5 separate regions of the Mus musculus genome follow, and all the other regions are linked to region 1. A link is a contact called in public HiChIP or PLAC-seq and promoter capture Hi-C data. All regions are on one chromosome and are shown on one strand. Each heading gives the region's core, a stretch centred on a gene start, on an enhancer-like site or on the middle of the called end of the contact. The rest is flanking DNA. Distances are from core to core; before and after follow the strand shown.

The links. Promoter capture Hi-C pulls out the DNA fragments that hold promoters and counts their contacts. HiChIP or PLAC-seq counts read pairs in DNA pulled down with a chosen protein or histone mark. Capture Hi-C pulls out chosen DNA fragments and counts their contacts.
Region 2: a contact with region 1 is called in a promoter capture Hi-C map of the HPC-7 cell line. The contact joins the enhancer-like site here to the promoter of Armc5 in region 1. A contact is called at or near these places in 9 of 39 promoter capture datasets (the C10 cell line, the HPC-7 cell line, cranial neural crest and 6 more), 1 of 15 datasets of contacts at CTCF or cohesin (large pre-B cells), 6 of 484 Hi-C or Micro-C datasets (bone marrow-derived macrophages, embryonic stem cells, nephron progenitors and 2 more), 35 of 115 datasets of contacts at active chromatin or transcription factors (the HPC-7 cell line, the NIH/3T3 cell line, T-cell acute lymphoblastic leukemia and 24 more) and 4 of 9 other capture datasets (adipose tissue, embryonic stem cells, liver and 1 more).
Region 3: a contact with region 1 is called in a promoter capture Hi-C map of liver. The contact joins the promoter of Prss36 here to the promoter of Armc5 in region 1. A contact is called at or near these places in 6 of 39 promoter capture datasets (the 3T3-L1 cell line, cranial neural crest, hippocampal neurons and 1 more), 5 of 484 Hi-C or Micro-C datasets (B cells, embryonic stem cells and epidermal suprabasal cells), 18 of 115 datasets of contacts at active chromatin or transcription factors (T-cell acute lymphoblastic leukemia, astrocytes, bone marrow-derived macrophages and 11 more) and 2 of 9 other capture datasets (adipose tissue and liver).
Region 4: an H3K27ac HiChIP or PLAC-seq map of thymic regulatory T cells shows a contact between it and region 1, with 4 times the contacts expected there. The contact joins the promoter of Stx1b here to the promoter of Armc5 in region 1. A contact is called at or near these places in 4 of 39 promoter capture datasets (cranial neural crest, embryonic stem cells, liver and 1 more), 1 of 484 Hi-C or Micro-C datasets (effector CD8 T cells) and 4 of 115 datasets of contacts at active chromatin or transcription factors (bone marrow-derived macrophages, embryonic stem cells, large pre-B cells and 1 more).
Region 5: a contact with region 1 is called in an H3K4me3 HiChIP or PLAC-seq map of bone marrow-derived macrophages, with 4 times the contacts expected there. The contact joins the enhancer-like site here to the promoter of Armc5 in region 1. A contact is called at or near these places in 5 of 39 promoter capture datasets (the HPC-7 cell line, cranial neural crest, embryonic stem cells and 2 more), 1 of 15 datasets of contacts at CTCF or cohesin (large pre-B cells) and 7 of 115 datasets of contacts at active chromatin or transcription factors (acute myeloid leukemia, bone marrow-derived macrophages, effector CD8 T cells and 4 more).

The regions. Positions count from the first base shown.
Region 1 is chr7:128,236,080-128,238,779 of GRCm38.p6, reverse strand. Armc5 (armadillo repeat containing 5) reads right to left here and starts at 1,423. Exons shown (of 6, transcript NM_146205.2): 1 at 191-1,423. The coding sequence starts at 653. 9130023H24Rik (RIKEN cDNA 9130023H24 gene) reads left to right here and starts at 749. Exons shown (of 1, transcript NM_177001.3): 1 at 749-2,700. The coding sequence starts at 1,361. The coding sequence ends at 2,374.
Region 2 is chr7:128,727,577-128,730,276 of GRCm38.p6, reverse strand. The region is part of intron 1 of Mcmbp (minichromosome maintenance complex binding protein); the gene reads left to right. Among named protein-coding and RNA genes, the nearest start is that of Mcmbp, 12 kb to the left of the region's middle. Within about 2 kb of position 1,391, at least 55 of the 459 cell types and tissues checked have an H3K27ac peak or open chromatin away from gene starts, as enhancers often do. A contact at or near this core is called in the HPC-7 cell line, adipose tissue, bone marrow-derived macrophages and 2 more, where this site is marked.
Region 3 is chr7:127,945,391-127,948,090 of GRCm38.p6, reverse strand. Prss36 (protease, serine 36) reads left to right here and starts at 1,366. Exons shown (of 15, transcript NM_001319147.1): 1 at 1,366-1,679; 2 at 2,002-2,040; 3 at 2,218-2,253; 4 at 2,692-2,700. The coding sequence starts at 1,643.
Region 4 is chr7:127,823,136-127,825,852 of GRCm38.p6, reverse strand. Stx1b (syntaxin 1B) reads left to right here and starts at 1,322. Exons shown (of 10, transcript NM_024414.2): 1 at 1,322-1,593. The coding sequence starts at 1,564.
Region 5 is chr7:128,568,612-128,571,492 of GRCm38.p6, reverse strand. No RefSeq gene overlaps it. Among named protein-coding and RNA genes, the nearest start is that of Inpp5f, 41 kb to the left of the region's middle. Within about 2 kb of position 1,327, at least 57 of the 459 cell types and tissues checked have an H3K27ac peak or open chromatin away from gene starts, as enhancers often do. A contact at or near this core is called in the HPC-7 cell line, acute myeloid leukemia, bone marrow-derived macrophages and 1 more, where this site is marked.

The DNA of each region.
Region 1 (2,700 bases), core at 174-2,673:
TCTACTTCTGGTCTGGGCAGGTCCAGGTCTAATTTATGGAGAGAGCAGTGACGTCACATAGCATCACACCTGAGGAGATGAGTGGCGCTGCACCATCACAAAGCATGTACTCAGAGGCCTGGCATAATGGAAGGGCAGCGCAGATACTGTGGGTTGGAACCTTTCTAAGAAATGGGGGCGGAGCACTTACCCAAAGGGAGAATGCCTCCAAGTCTCCGCACTTCGGCCCGGCACGCCCCTTCTGTACAGCAGTTGGCTAGAATGCTGAGCGCCAAATCCAGCGTCTTGCGCAGGCGCATTGGCAACGAAGGCGTCAAGAGCGACTCGGCAGCGGGGGCGTGGCCAGGGGTAGAACCAGCTGACGCAACCGACGAAGGGGCGGAGCCAGAGGCTGCTTGGGACGGGGCGGGGCCCGCAGCAGCCGTTCGGCGGAGCAGGGCGAGAAGGGGGCGGAGCCCGCCGCGTGCCCGGAAGCGCTCAATCCCCTCTGCCGCCTTGATGTGGCGCGTGCGAAGAGCTAAGAGCGCGCGGCCCAGGGGTGTCTCGTTGGTAGCTGGGTCCTTTCCCCCACCTGGCCCCTCCCCGGCCGCCGCCGTGAGCTGCGCGAGGCAAAACGAGAGCGAGTCCGTAAGGGCCGGTCTCGCAGCCGCCATCTTGGCCCGGGCCTCAGGCTCCGCCCCGCGTCTCGCCGGTACTCTGAGAGAGCGGAACTGGAAGAGGGGGGCGTGGCCAGGCTGCTCCTCGGAATAGCGCCGCCGCAGTTATCTTGCGAGTCGGAAGTTCAAGTTCTAGATTCTGGAACTCCGGTACTTGCACAGTCGCAGAAGACATGGCGAGAATGGTATTTATCTGTGGGAAAGTAAGAGGCGCGTGCGGTGCATGCTGGGATATGTAGTCGGCGCCAAGCTTAGTGCAGTTTAAGTGGGTGAGAAACTCCTCCCGGGGCCGAAGAGTGAACTGTTGCTCCTAGGATCAGACGCCCCGCGGTGGAGTCTTAGTGCTGTCCTGTGCTCCCCAACGTGACTTAGCCACTTCGCTCCCGGTACGTCCTTGTCGGCGACGTTCAGACTTGATTGGCAACCCTCAAAGCGCGGTGATCAATGGCTCCGAAAGCCGGACTGACAGACTCGCAGAACCCCAAGCCGTTTCAAAAGTGCTAAGTTCCCGACAGAAAGGTCTCGCCAAGCGAATGAAAGAGTTAAACCTACCGGGAAAGTTCGCTGCCACTTCCTAGAGTCTCTCGGGCTTGGGGACCTTTCCGTTTCCGGTACCGGCCTCCAAGCCTCCAGTGCCCCGTTCTCCAACTGTGCTGATGAGTTAAACGGGTGGCATTTAGGAAACCGAGCGCTTTTCGGCCGCAATGGAACTTGCGGCTCCAGAAGTGACCAGGGAGAATCTAGATGGGGCTAAGCTGCTGGAGAACCGGACGTCAAAATTCCCGGGAGCCCCCAGGTCGCCCCTGGATCGCGAGACCGCGCTACATGAGCGCCCCCTCCTGGCGCGGCCGGAACAACCAGCCCCCGTGGAAAAAATGCTGGACCAGCAGTACTTATGTAGGTCAGGCTCTGGCCCCAAGGAAGAAACCTTTGTCAAGACCAGTGATCCTGCAGTCCCCAAAGCTTTCAAGTGTAGGGATTGTGGGTTGGCTGTACCCAGTCTCTCTGATCTCATTCACCATCAAAGCAGCCATGGGTGTGACCGCCCTTACAGCTGTCCAGAGTGTGACAAAAGCTTCCGGCGTGGCTCAGATCTGGTTAAGCATTACCGAGTTCACAGTGGTGAAAAACCATACCCCTGCCCAGAATGTGGCCGTTGCTTCAGCCTCAGCTCTAATCTCACTAAACACCGTCGTTCTCACTCAGGTCTCCGGCCGCACAAGTGCATGGAGTGCGGAGAGGCCTTTGGTCGCAGTGCAGACCTAGCAAAACACCAGCGGGTGCACACTGGGGAAAAGCCCTATGCGTGTGCTGAGTGTGGAAAGACTTTCAGGGTTAGCTCCAACCTGATCCAGCACCAGCGAACTCACACTGGTGAGAAACCCTACCGCTGTGGCCTCTGTGGCAAGAGTTTCAGCCTGAGCTCTAACCTTTTACAGCACCAGCGCTGTCACACAGGCGAGAAACCCTACTTCTGTGCCTGGTGCGGAGACAGCTTTGGGCGAAGTTCCTATCTGCTAGAACACCAGCGTTCACACACGGGTGAGAAGCCCTACAATTGCTGTGAGTGTGGCAAGAACTTCACCAACAGCTCAAACTGCCTACGGCACCAGCGCACTCACAATGGAGAACCGCCCTTCAGGTGTCTTGAATGTGGTCGTGGCTTTAGTGAGATCACCATGTTCACTGAACACCAGCGCATCCACTTGAGCAAATGACCTTTCCAGAATGTGGCAAAAATCTCACACCACAGTTCCATCAATGTTCACACATGGGCAAGAAACCCTAGAAGTTTCCTGATTGCAGCTAGTATTTTTGTGGACACCAGCCTATGCACACAAGCAAAGGCCTTTCATTTGCAGGTTTGTCAAGAGCTGCAGTCAGATTTCCCACTTGCTCTTCTACCAGGTGACCCACATGAGCAAGAAGACCTCCATCTGCCCCTTAATAAGGCAAGCCTTTGCCCATAACGCTTAGCCTTGTCTAACATCAATGGGTGTTCCAAGATGAGAGTTTCTGCAGTTATCCCTGGCTTCAATGAAGG
Region 2 (2,700 bases), core at 142-2,641, 490 kb before region 1:
ATTCTGTGTCTGTTTTTTCTTGGTATTTGATAGACACGTTCAAAGTTATTTTTTCTCTAAACCCCACTTTAGTATTCCACAAACACTAATTTACACAGATTAGTCTGTAATCCATCAGGGAAAATTTGGAACTATCCTCAAATTCCTAAAGTGTTGGTTTATTTGGGGAAAGAGGTTTGTAGTAAGGGACTTGTGGTTTCAGGACTTTCTGTTTTTCTCTTCCTACACATTGCTTATGGGCAGTGAGCATAATGATAAATCGGATTTTCATTGAGTTTTCCTAAATACTAAAACAGACATTTTGGGAATCTGTCATACTCTTTAAGAAGGGTCTGTTTCACTGCTAAGAAAGGAAGAATTTCCTCTTCCCCAATCTGTAAAAGTCAGCTTTTTCGTCCTGGCCCTAGGCTTCAAGAATAATGACTCTGAGACTCAAATATATTTATTTTTATAAGCTTTGGCTATTCCCCAATTCAATCATAACTTAGTATCTCATTTATTCTGATCTTAAATTCTGCCACATGGCTGGTTACCTCTGCTCAGCTCCCGTGCTTCTGACCTCCTTCATGTTCCTGGGCCAATCCTCCTGCCCCTGGCTCTCTCCCAGAATCCTCTCTGTCCATCTTCTATTTCCTGCCTCAGTTACAGGTCAATCAGCTTTAACTGACAGGTGTTGAATCCATTCAGTACACAAGAGATGTTCTCTACACCAATCCCAGATGCTCAGCCTTAAAAATAATACCTATAAGCAACAGTAAATGGACTCAATAGGTTGTACTTATGTACCTATTGACACACACATACATACACACATACACATACAAACAATGATAGTTAAAGAATAAAAAGTCATAAATTTGAAAGAGAGTTTACTGAGAGGGATAACAGGACGTGGGTGATGGATGGAGAGAATGATGTAATATTGTGTGTGTTGTTTGCTTGCTTGTTTTTTGAGATAGGGTTTCTTGGCTGGAATTTACTCTGTAGACCAGGCTACCCTCCAACCTGTAGATCCACCTGCCTCTGCCTCCCGAGTCCTGGGATTAAAGGTGTGCATCACTATTACCTGGACAGCCCCAAGTTTTAAAATAGTTTTGAAAGCTGTTCCGAGAAGAAAGGAAGATACACATGGCTTTGCAGTAGGTCTTTTCATAAGAAGGCATGACATGCATGCACCAGCTGCAGAGCTTCAGACTGCCCGCACAAACGGCGAGCTGGAGTGGGCCACGTGTGCAGCCATAGCTGCAGGGCTTGCTGCTTCCATTAGTTGGAGAATTAGTAGAGCTCTTAAAGCTCTGAGTGCCAGCTACGCAGGCTCATTTAGTATGTTCACCTCCCCGCCCCAGAACACGCACTGTCCAAGCACATGAGGAACCTGGGCCAAGATAAATCATTCTGAGTTATGAGCGAGTATCAGCAGACTTCAGAGAAGGGAAGTCATTGTGTGTGTTCTGTCTGTAATAAGAGAGGACCGGAAATCCGAAAGATGACAAAAATTCAGACTTGTAGAACACTTATAAACACAGTAGATCAAAAAGAAGTCCATATAAAACTTAAAATTGTTCCCAGCTACACAAAAAATGGAAATGGAAGAACATCCTCTAGCCAGGCAGTGGTGGTGCACACCTTTAATCCTAGCACTTGAGAGGCAGAGGCAGGCGGATTTCTGAGTTCGAGGCCAGCCTGGTCTACAGAGTGAGTTCCAGGACAGCCAGGGCTACACAGAGAAACCCTGTCTTGAAAAAATAAAAAAACAAGAACATCCTCTAAGTACAACCAGAGACTGTGCTGTGTATGTATGGAAAGAAGGCTTCGAGCATTGTGTCCATTTATGAAATCAGAAATGCGAACTGAAACCCAAGGCACATGGAGAAAAGGAAAGCAAATAATGAAGGAAGAACAGAAATTAAGAATTGAAAACAAGAAAATAGCAAATCAAAAGCCGGGCGTGGTGGCTCATGCCTTTAATCCCAGCACTTGGGAGGCAGAGGCAGGCAGAGGCAGGCAGATTTCTGAGTTCGAGGCCAGCCTGGTCTACAGAGTGAGTGCCAGGGCAGCCCGGGCTACACAGAGAAACCCTGTCTCAAAAAAAACAAAACAAAAAAATAAATAAATAAATAAAAATAAAATCTAAAAATAAAGAAAATAGCAAATCAGTGAAATACTTGAGACAATCTTATGTACTACAGACTGCCTTAAAGCTCACTAGTATGTGAAGGTGTCTTAAACTTTCTAACAACTTTCTATTTATTACACTGCAGGAAGTTGCTACGCTTTGCAGGCAGTGTGCATGTGGTGGTCAGAGCAGCTTTTGGGGCTGGGCTCTTTTCCTCCTCAAGGGACTGAACTCAGTGATCCTTTGGGAGCATGCATCTCTGCTCAGTGGCCATGAGCGCAAACATTCCAATCCTCCTGCCTCCATCTCCTGGGTGTAGGCATGAGCCACTGCACCTGGTTTATGCAGATAGATACCACCAACTGAGCTACGCGTGCAGCCCCACCCCCCCCACCCCCCCACCCCCCCCCACCCCACCCCCCGCTTTGCTTTTTCTTTGAGTGTGATTAGAGATTTGTGTGTATGTGGAGGGGGTGTAATTGGGGATTGAACTACTGAACTAAATCCCTAATCTTTTATTTCCTTCTTATTAGCAAAACTGATAAACCTCTAAGCTAGACTAGCAAAGAAAAAAGAAGACAAAT
Region 3 (2,700 bases), core at 117-2,616, 290 kb after region 1:
TTTATTTATTTTATTTATATGAATACACTGTAGCTGTCTTCAGACACACCAGAAGAGAGCATCGGATCCCACTACAGAAGGTTGTGAGCCACCATGTGGTTGGTGGGAATTGAACTCTGGAACCTCTGGAAGAGCAGTCAGTGCTCTTAGCCACTAAGCCATCTCTCCATCTCTCCAGCCTGCCCGCCTTTAATATTTATTTATTTATTTATTTATTTATTTATTTAATGTATGTGAGTATACTGTCGCTGTCTTCAGATACACCAGAAGAGGGCATCAGCTGGAAGAGCAGTCAGTGCTCTTAACCACTGAGCCATCTCTCCAGCCCTGATACTGAACGTCTGATATTGCACCTACCGCCTACCTCCTAGGTGCTAGGATCATAAGCATTCACCAGCATGCCTGCTTTATGTAAAACTGGGGATCAAGCCCAGAACTTCATGCATTCTAGGCAAACATTTTACCAATTGAGCTATATCTTCTACCCAAACATGTGCTTTTTCCCTTGTTTCTCTCTCTCTCTCTCTCTCTCTCTCTCTCTCTCTCTCTCACACACACACACACACACACATACACGCACACACACACATGCTCGCACACACACTCACACATACTCACACTCACACACACACTCACTCACACACACCCCTCTATGCCATGTGGGTGCTGTTACCCACAGAGAGGGCATAGGAGGGCACCAAATCTGGAGCTGAAGTCACCGGAGGTTGTGAGCTGGTGTTGTGGATTCTGGAAACTGAACTCAGGTCCTCTGGAAGAGCAGCAAGCAATCATAGCAGCTAACCCACATCTCCAGCTTCTGTGTAGTCTAGGAACTGTGGACTGGAGTGCTTTCAGACTTCACAGTGTTGGGGTCACAGGTACTACCACACCCAGTGCCATACCTTCCTTAAATAGACTCCTAATGATAAATAGTGTACCAAGAGACGGAGTGACTTTTCTAAGTCACATGAAGAGCAAGCAAGGAACAGCATTGAGAGTCGACCACCCCAGCACAGAGGGGTTTCCAGCTTTACCAGGCTGCTTAGTCCTCTCCAGTACCCCCAGGCCTTGCTCAACAAGGCAGAATCTGTGATCCCTTTGTTAGGATGGAATTGAATTCCCTAGAGTTCCTGTCCCAGGCCTGGCCAGCAACTCCAGTAACCAGAGCTGTGTGAGAAGAAAAGGCCAAGCCACTGGGGAAGCCACACCCCAATCAAGGGTGAGGTCTCAGGTGAGTCATGCCAAGGGCTACTGCCCAGCCCCATCCTGCTCTTCCACGGACCCAGGGCATGTGCTCCTAGCACTCCACCCACCACAGTCCTCTGAGTCGGTTTAACACACGGGGCGCCCTGCTCAACTCTCCACATCCAACAGGTGTCCTGGAGTGAGGACACCGCCCTACCTCCACTCTGAGCCTCCAGATATGTGAGATGCACCAGAATTCAGGGTGGGGCCTTTGACCTCCCTATTTTCCCCTTTCAGGCCCAGATCCTCTCAGATTCCCACAGATGGGCTCCAGCCAGGGAGGGTGGGGCTACCCCTGGGACCATCAGGAGGAACCAGCTACATAGTCCGGTGACAGAGTGGTGGCAGGAAGCAGCCTCTCACCTGCCTCTGTGCCTCCAGCTGACTTTAGTAGACCATGTCCCATCACCTGTTTCTCCCAGTTGTAATCATGGGTAAGTTCAGAGGACCGGGCTTTAAGAAGCCTGGATACCAACCCTAGAGAGCTGAAAAGCAGGAGATATACCCTGCATCCCTTATGGCAGTAAGATAGCAGAGTAGGCAGAGGAGCAGAGTGTCAAGAGGAAGGACGGGAGGGTGGTGGAAGGAGGAGAGGGCCATACCAGGAGCCCGAGGGATTGTGCAGAAGGGGAAGGGGAAAGGAGGCCTGCATGCCATGGGGAGATGGAACACTGTAAAATAGGATGGAAGGAGAAAGAGCCACACCTAAGTGCATCATCTCTCCAGACTTTCCTTGCCTCCCTCTTGTCTTCTCAGTGGTCAGTCCCATCCCTCCAGGAGCCTTCCAGGACTCAGGTAAGACTGATGGACTGGGGAGAGTTGGGCTCAGATGCCTCAGTGTAGGCAGACCAAAGGGCTGAAACAGGGAACCGGGGGACTGAGGGCAGCAAAAGCCCAGGAAGAGCAGGAAGATGGTGCTGGCAGTGTCGGGGCTGAAGGAGCGTCTTTCTCTCTCTGTCTTCTGTCTTCTAGTGGTCAGTCCTACCCAAGGAGAATTTGAAGACCTAGGTAAGAGAGAGGCATGAGTTGCCTCCAATCTTGTCTTTTGTTTGCTTGCTTGTTTTTGTTTTCGTTTTGCTTTGCTTTGCTTTGCTTTGCTTTGCTCTTGAGACAGGGTCTCTCTCTATAGTCCTAGCTATCCTGAAACTCATTCTCATAGGCCAGGCTAACCTCACACTCACAGAGATCCACCTGTCTTTGCCTCCTGAGCGCTGGCACTAAAGGCTGTCTTGAATCCTAAAGAAGTTTCAAACTGGCTAGGTCATGAGTGAATTGGAAGTGCCCGGGCCCTCCAGCTTTGGCTTGCTCATGTTCAGAAGGGCAAACTGAAGGGGTTCAGGCTCCACCACCACCCTCCCCGAGTTACCAGGGTCTCTGGAGTCCAAGGGATTAGGAGAGGAGGGGAACCCTAACCGAGCTTTGACTTCTAGGGGGTCTCTATTGCAGACTGCGGCC
Region 4 (2,717 bases), core at 73-2,572, 410 kb after region 1:
GTTCGAGGTCAGCCAGGGCTATACAGAGAAACCCTGTCTCGAAAAAACAAACAACACAAACAAACAAAAACTACAAGTAAGGTGGGGAATGACAGAAGCCACCCAACACTGACCTTTGACCTACATGTGTGCACATGTACAAGTGAGCACACCTACATACACGTGTACGTAAAGTCAGAGGGATTAAAAAGGAAGAAGATAACTTAGCTCCCAGGAGCCCTGACTGAGGGTCACAGATCAGAGGAAGAACTGGAGGGAGGGGGGAGGCAGAACTCAGAGGTTAAGGGCGTGGGACGTGGGGGGCGGGGGCAGGCGAGGTGAGGAGACAAGAAGAGAGTCTTGTCTTGGCTGTAGGAACTGTTGAAGGTCACAGACGGTAGGCCCTGCCTGCCATGACACAGATGAATGGTGTCTTAAGGTAGTTACTGGGTATTTGGCAAAAGCAGGGTGGAAGCCCACCCAACTGGGAGTCCAAACCCCACTGCCATGAGAAGAAGAACTGAAGTAATATTTAAGGATAGGATGGAAGGAGGGAGAGCAGAGGGTGGCAGGCTCTCTGGACCTTCTGCAGCACCAGATTCAAGATTCTACACCCCCACCACCACCAAAGATTCTACTCCCAGCAGACATCTTCCTTCCTTCTGCATCCCCATCCTCACCCCAACCCCCGGCTTGGGGGATGGAACCCAGGGCCTTGCAGGCAAGCATATACCACTGAGATTCACTCTAGGCCAAGATAAATATCATTTTTAACACAGTCATCCAAAATCCCAGACCAAAAGTCTCAGCAGGTAGTGACCACTCTGTTCTTGGGGGTTGACAAGCTGAGATCCACCAGTGCCAGGGCACTCTCAGGTAGGGTGACAAAGGATGTACAGAACAAGCCCCATGTCCTTCTCAGCAAGCAATAGCCACATACAGGGTCAGGTTTGTTATTTCTAATGCCCAAAAGACTCTTCCGCAGAGCCGAAGGGACAGGATAAAAGGAAGTCCTGCGTAGGCTCACAGACACTCCGCTCCTCTCAGGTTAGTCCCTTAGTTCATTGCCTTAGACCTTCTCTGACGGTCCACCCCAACTGCAGTTTACCCAGCATCTCTATCCCTGCCTCTGCATCTCTCCGAGCTTCTTGGGCTCCCCCCTCCCAACTTCTGGGCCTCCCCAGTGCCCCTCCCTTGGGTGCCCCTCCCCGGACTACAACCCCCAGGCGCCCCCAGCCCGGGGCGCTGCGCATGCCCCCTGCTCCCCGCCCCCTCCGCTCCCCCTCCCTCCCTTCCTCCTCACCTCCCTCCGCCCCCCTCCCCCGCGCCTCGGCTCCCGCATCCCTCCATCCAACCCTGTGCCGCAGCCGCATCGCCACCGCAGCCTAGGCAGAGCCCAGTCGGCCCAGGCCCCTGTCTCTGCCTGGCCTTAGCTCCCCGCCCCCCCGCCGCGCACCTTATCCGCACATCCCTCGGAGGTCTAGCCCGGTGCCCCCAGACCCCGGCCTCCAGGACAGAGGCAAGAGGCAGAGAGCAGCAGCGGAGGCGGGAGGACGAAGAAGGGGAGGAGGAGCCCGTCGCAGGATGAAGGATCGGACTCAGGAGCTGCGGAGTGTGAGCTAAGGGGTGGGAGAGGTGGGGAGGCGGGACCCTGTATTTGGGGAGCGCTTGGGGGATGGAGTGGGGGAGGTTCTGAGACATGGGGAGCAAATGATGAGACTAGAGGTTGGAAGCCAGGAGCCCTCACATCTCCTGGCACCTGGTATCTCCAGTGAACCTGCAATTGGAGGACAGTGGCTGGAAGGAGTTGGAGGCCATTAAGACACAAGGGGGCAGGAGAGGTCTCAGGGGCCTGGGCAGCCCAAATGCCCGGGAGGACCCTAGAATCTAACCTGGGGGTGGGAGAAAGTGAATGTCAAGAGAGGATTGGGGGACACCATCATCCCCTAGAGCAGGCTTGTCAAATTAGGCGGATGGAGGGGGTGGTTGCTGGCCAGGCCGGGTCCAGGAGGACCCAGATTTGGGATGCTATGGAGGACACAGGTTGGAACTAGATGCCAGCACCTGGCAGTGAATGAAGTGTGTGGTGGTACTGGTGGTGGTGGTGGTGGTGGTGGTGGTGGTGGTGTGTGTGTGTGTGTGTGTGTGTGTGTGTCCACGCGCACGCGCACTGGTATGTTGCTCCGTGGGGAGAGGGCACTGCTCAGAGGGGGAGTGTGTGTGTGTGTGTGTGTGTGTGTGTGTGTGACTGAGTTCCCCTGGGCCAGAGCCTCAGCTTAGGTGACCCCAAAGGTGAGAGAGGAGAGAAAGATCCATCCACCAGGTCACAGAATTGGGTTGTGTGACATAGGCCACACAGTGCTTGGGGGAACTGGAGCATGGGAGCAGCCAGGGGCAGGCTGCTGGAAGCCAGGGGCCAGGCTCCAGGCGGTTGGCCAGCAGAGCTGGAGGAGGAAAGGTGGGGGGCTGCAGGGGAGGCTGCTCTTTGGAGGGACTGTGCTCGCCTGCTGAGAATGGTTTTGGGCAGGGAGGGTGCCGAGACATTTTAAGAATGACATGAGCCCAAGGAGCTTGAGGTTCCAGTTTGCTGTGTGACAGTGGCCTCTGGATTGGGATATGTCAGAATTCCAAGGGATTGTTACTCTACGTGACAGATTGGGAAACTGAGGTTCAGGGATGGGAAGGGACTGGCCCAAGGTCATCAAGCAAGTATGTGTGTGGTACAGGTCAAATGGCTC
Region 5 (2,881 bases), core at 78-2,577, 330 kb before region 1:
CAAAGTGAGTTTCAGGACAGCCAAGGCTTCACAGAGAAACCCTGTCTCGAAAAACAAAATAAAACAAAACAAAAAAACAAAGAAAGATTTATTTTTTATTTGTGTGAGTGTATGTCTGTGTTTCTGTGTGTGTCTGTGTGTACGTTAGGTGTGCTTATAGAAAACAGAAACAAAAAAGGGCCTTGGGTCCTCTAGACATGGAGCTGCAGGTGATTGGATACTACCCAGTATAGACCCTGGGAACCAAACTCGGGTCCTGTGCAAAAGCTGTGCATGCTTTTAACCACTGAGCCATCTCTCTAGCCTGCACTTAAACACATCTTAATGCTGCTGGCCCAGTACTAAAGGAGGAATTGGGCACGTTGGAGGCTTGGGCAGCTAATAAATCCCAGAGCAGGGGTTAGTGTGTCTCCTGTCCTTCCAGGTAGCTGGACACTAGGGAGGTAGAGAAGGGAGGACTCGCTTTGCCCTGGCGATCCAGTCTCAGAAGTGTTCTCTCTGTGTTGTAGAACCTCCGTGGCCTCTCCTACACATTGCCATAACCACCCTGAAACAAGAGGACCTACAGCCAAATGGCATTGACTGAGGAGCAGGGAGGACTGACTATGTCACAGGCTCAACAAGGATTAACACTTATGAGTCAGACAGCAAAGGAACAGAGATTAGAAGTGCATTCCTGGGGACTGGTGAGATGGCTCAGTGGGTAAGAGCACCCGACTGCTCTTCCGAAGGTCTGAAGTTCAAATCCCAGCAACCACATGGTGGCTCACAACCACCCGTAATAAGATCTGATGCCCTCTTCAGGTGCGTCTGAAGACAGCTACAGTGTACTTACATATAATTAATAAAAAACAAAAAACAAAACCTATTAAAAAATTGATATTATAAAAAAAAAAAAAAAAAAAAAAAAAAAAAAAAAAAAAAAGAAGTGCTTTCCTGCTGGGCCTTACATCTCAACTGAAACACAGCAGAAATCCAAGCAAAGAGTGTATGCGTGCATCCCCACAAGAAGCTCTCTGCAGAGGAGTAGCATCTGTTATGGTTTTAGGGTGTGGTTTGTCCTCCGGAGATCTGGGTGCTGGAAGCGTGATTCAGCGTGTTCATGTTGAAAGGGAACAGAACCTTAGGAGGGGAGCCTAGTTCAAGGGAATTTAGGCCACGGGGTCATTGCTCTTGTCATCTGAAGAGATTAATGTTGTCTTATAGAATAAGTTAGCGATTGTGAGAGCCTAAAATTATAAAATGAAGCCACCATTTTTGTGTGTGACTGCTTCCCTTTTTGCTTCTTAACCACATTGTGACATAGCTGGGCGGTGAGAATAGGGGGTTGGGGTGAGAGGTTGGGGGTAGTACAGCCTGATCACAGAGTTTCAACTTCCAAAACCTTTAAGTGCCTGGCCTCCTAATTTTTGTTATAGCAACAGAAAACAGACCAGTATGCTACCTTTCCGGATCCCTGGTTAGATGGAGGAGCTCAAGTCTTATGGTTAGGTTGGTTTCAGGCTCACTCTACCCACCTCTTGTGTCTGTTTCCTTATGGTTGCCTTTTCTTTTTGTGACAGACTTTCTCTATGTAATGATCATCAGGTGTTCTGGGTTATTTACTTTACCAGCTGAGCATCTCCAGAAGAAGATGGTGTTTTCTAGATGCGACAAAAGCCACGCAACTGTCTTAGGGTTTTACTCCTGTGAGCAGACACCATGACCAAGGTAACTCTTAAAAAGGACAACATTTAAGTGGGGGCTGACTTATTGGTTCTGAGGTTCAGTTCATTATCATCAAGGCAGAAAGCTTGTCAGCATCCAGGCAGGCATGGTGCAGGAGGAGCTGAAAGTTCTACATCGTGTTCTGAAGGCTGCTAGAAGACTAGCTCCCAGAAAGCTAGGACAAAGGTCTTAAAGTCCACGCCCACAGTGACATACTTCCTCCAACAAGGCCACACCTACTCCAACAAGGCCACACCTACTCCAACAAGGCCACACCTCCTAATAGTGCTACTCTCTGGGCCAAGCATATTCAAACCACTACAGGCTCTGATTAGCCACATGTGAGAAGTGCATGGGGATTTGAATAAGAGTGGCCTCCGTAGGCTTATATATTTGAATGTTTGGTCCCTAGTTGGTGGAACTGTTGGGGAAGGATTAGGAGGTCTGTCCTTGTAGGAGGAGGTGTGTCATTGGGGGTGAGCTTTGAGGTTTCAAAAGCCATCACCAGGTCCAGTCTCTCTCTCTCTCCCTCTCTCTCTCTCCCCCCCCCTCTCTCTCTCTCTCTGCCTCCAACTTTTGGATAAGACATAAGCGTCCAGCTACTGCTCCAACACCATGCCTGCTTGCTTGCTGCCTTACTTCCGCCATGATGGTCATGGACTCAGTCTTTTTTTTTTTTTTAAAGATTTATTTATTTATTATATGTAAATACACTGTAGCTGTCTTCAGACACTCCAGAAGAGGGAGTCAGATCTTGTTACAGATGGTTGTGAGCCACCATATGGTTGCTGGGATTTGAACTCCAGACCTTCGGAAGAGCAGTTGGGTGCTCTTACCCACTGAGCCATCTCACCAGCCCGGACTCAGTCTTGAAACTGCACTCAAGCCCCTAATTTTAGGCTTTTTTTTTTTTTTTTAAATAAATTGCCACTGCCAGGCAGTGGTGGCGCACGCCTTTAATCCCAGCACTTGGTGGGTAAAGGCAAGTGGATTTCTGAGTTCCAGGCCAGCCTGGTCTACAGAGTGAGTTCCAGGACAGCCAGGGCTACACAGAGAAACCCTGTCTCAAAAACAAAACAAAACAACAACAACAAAAATAAATTGCCTTGGTCTTGGTGCTGTTTCACAGCAATAGAAAAGTAGCTAGACAGAACAGCCCCATTTGAGTTTTTCA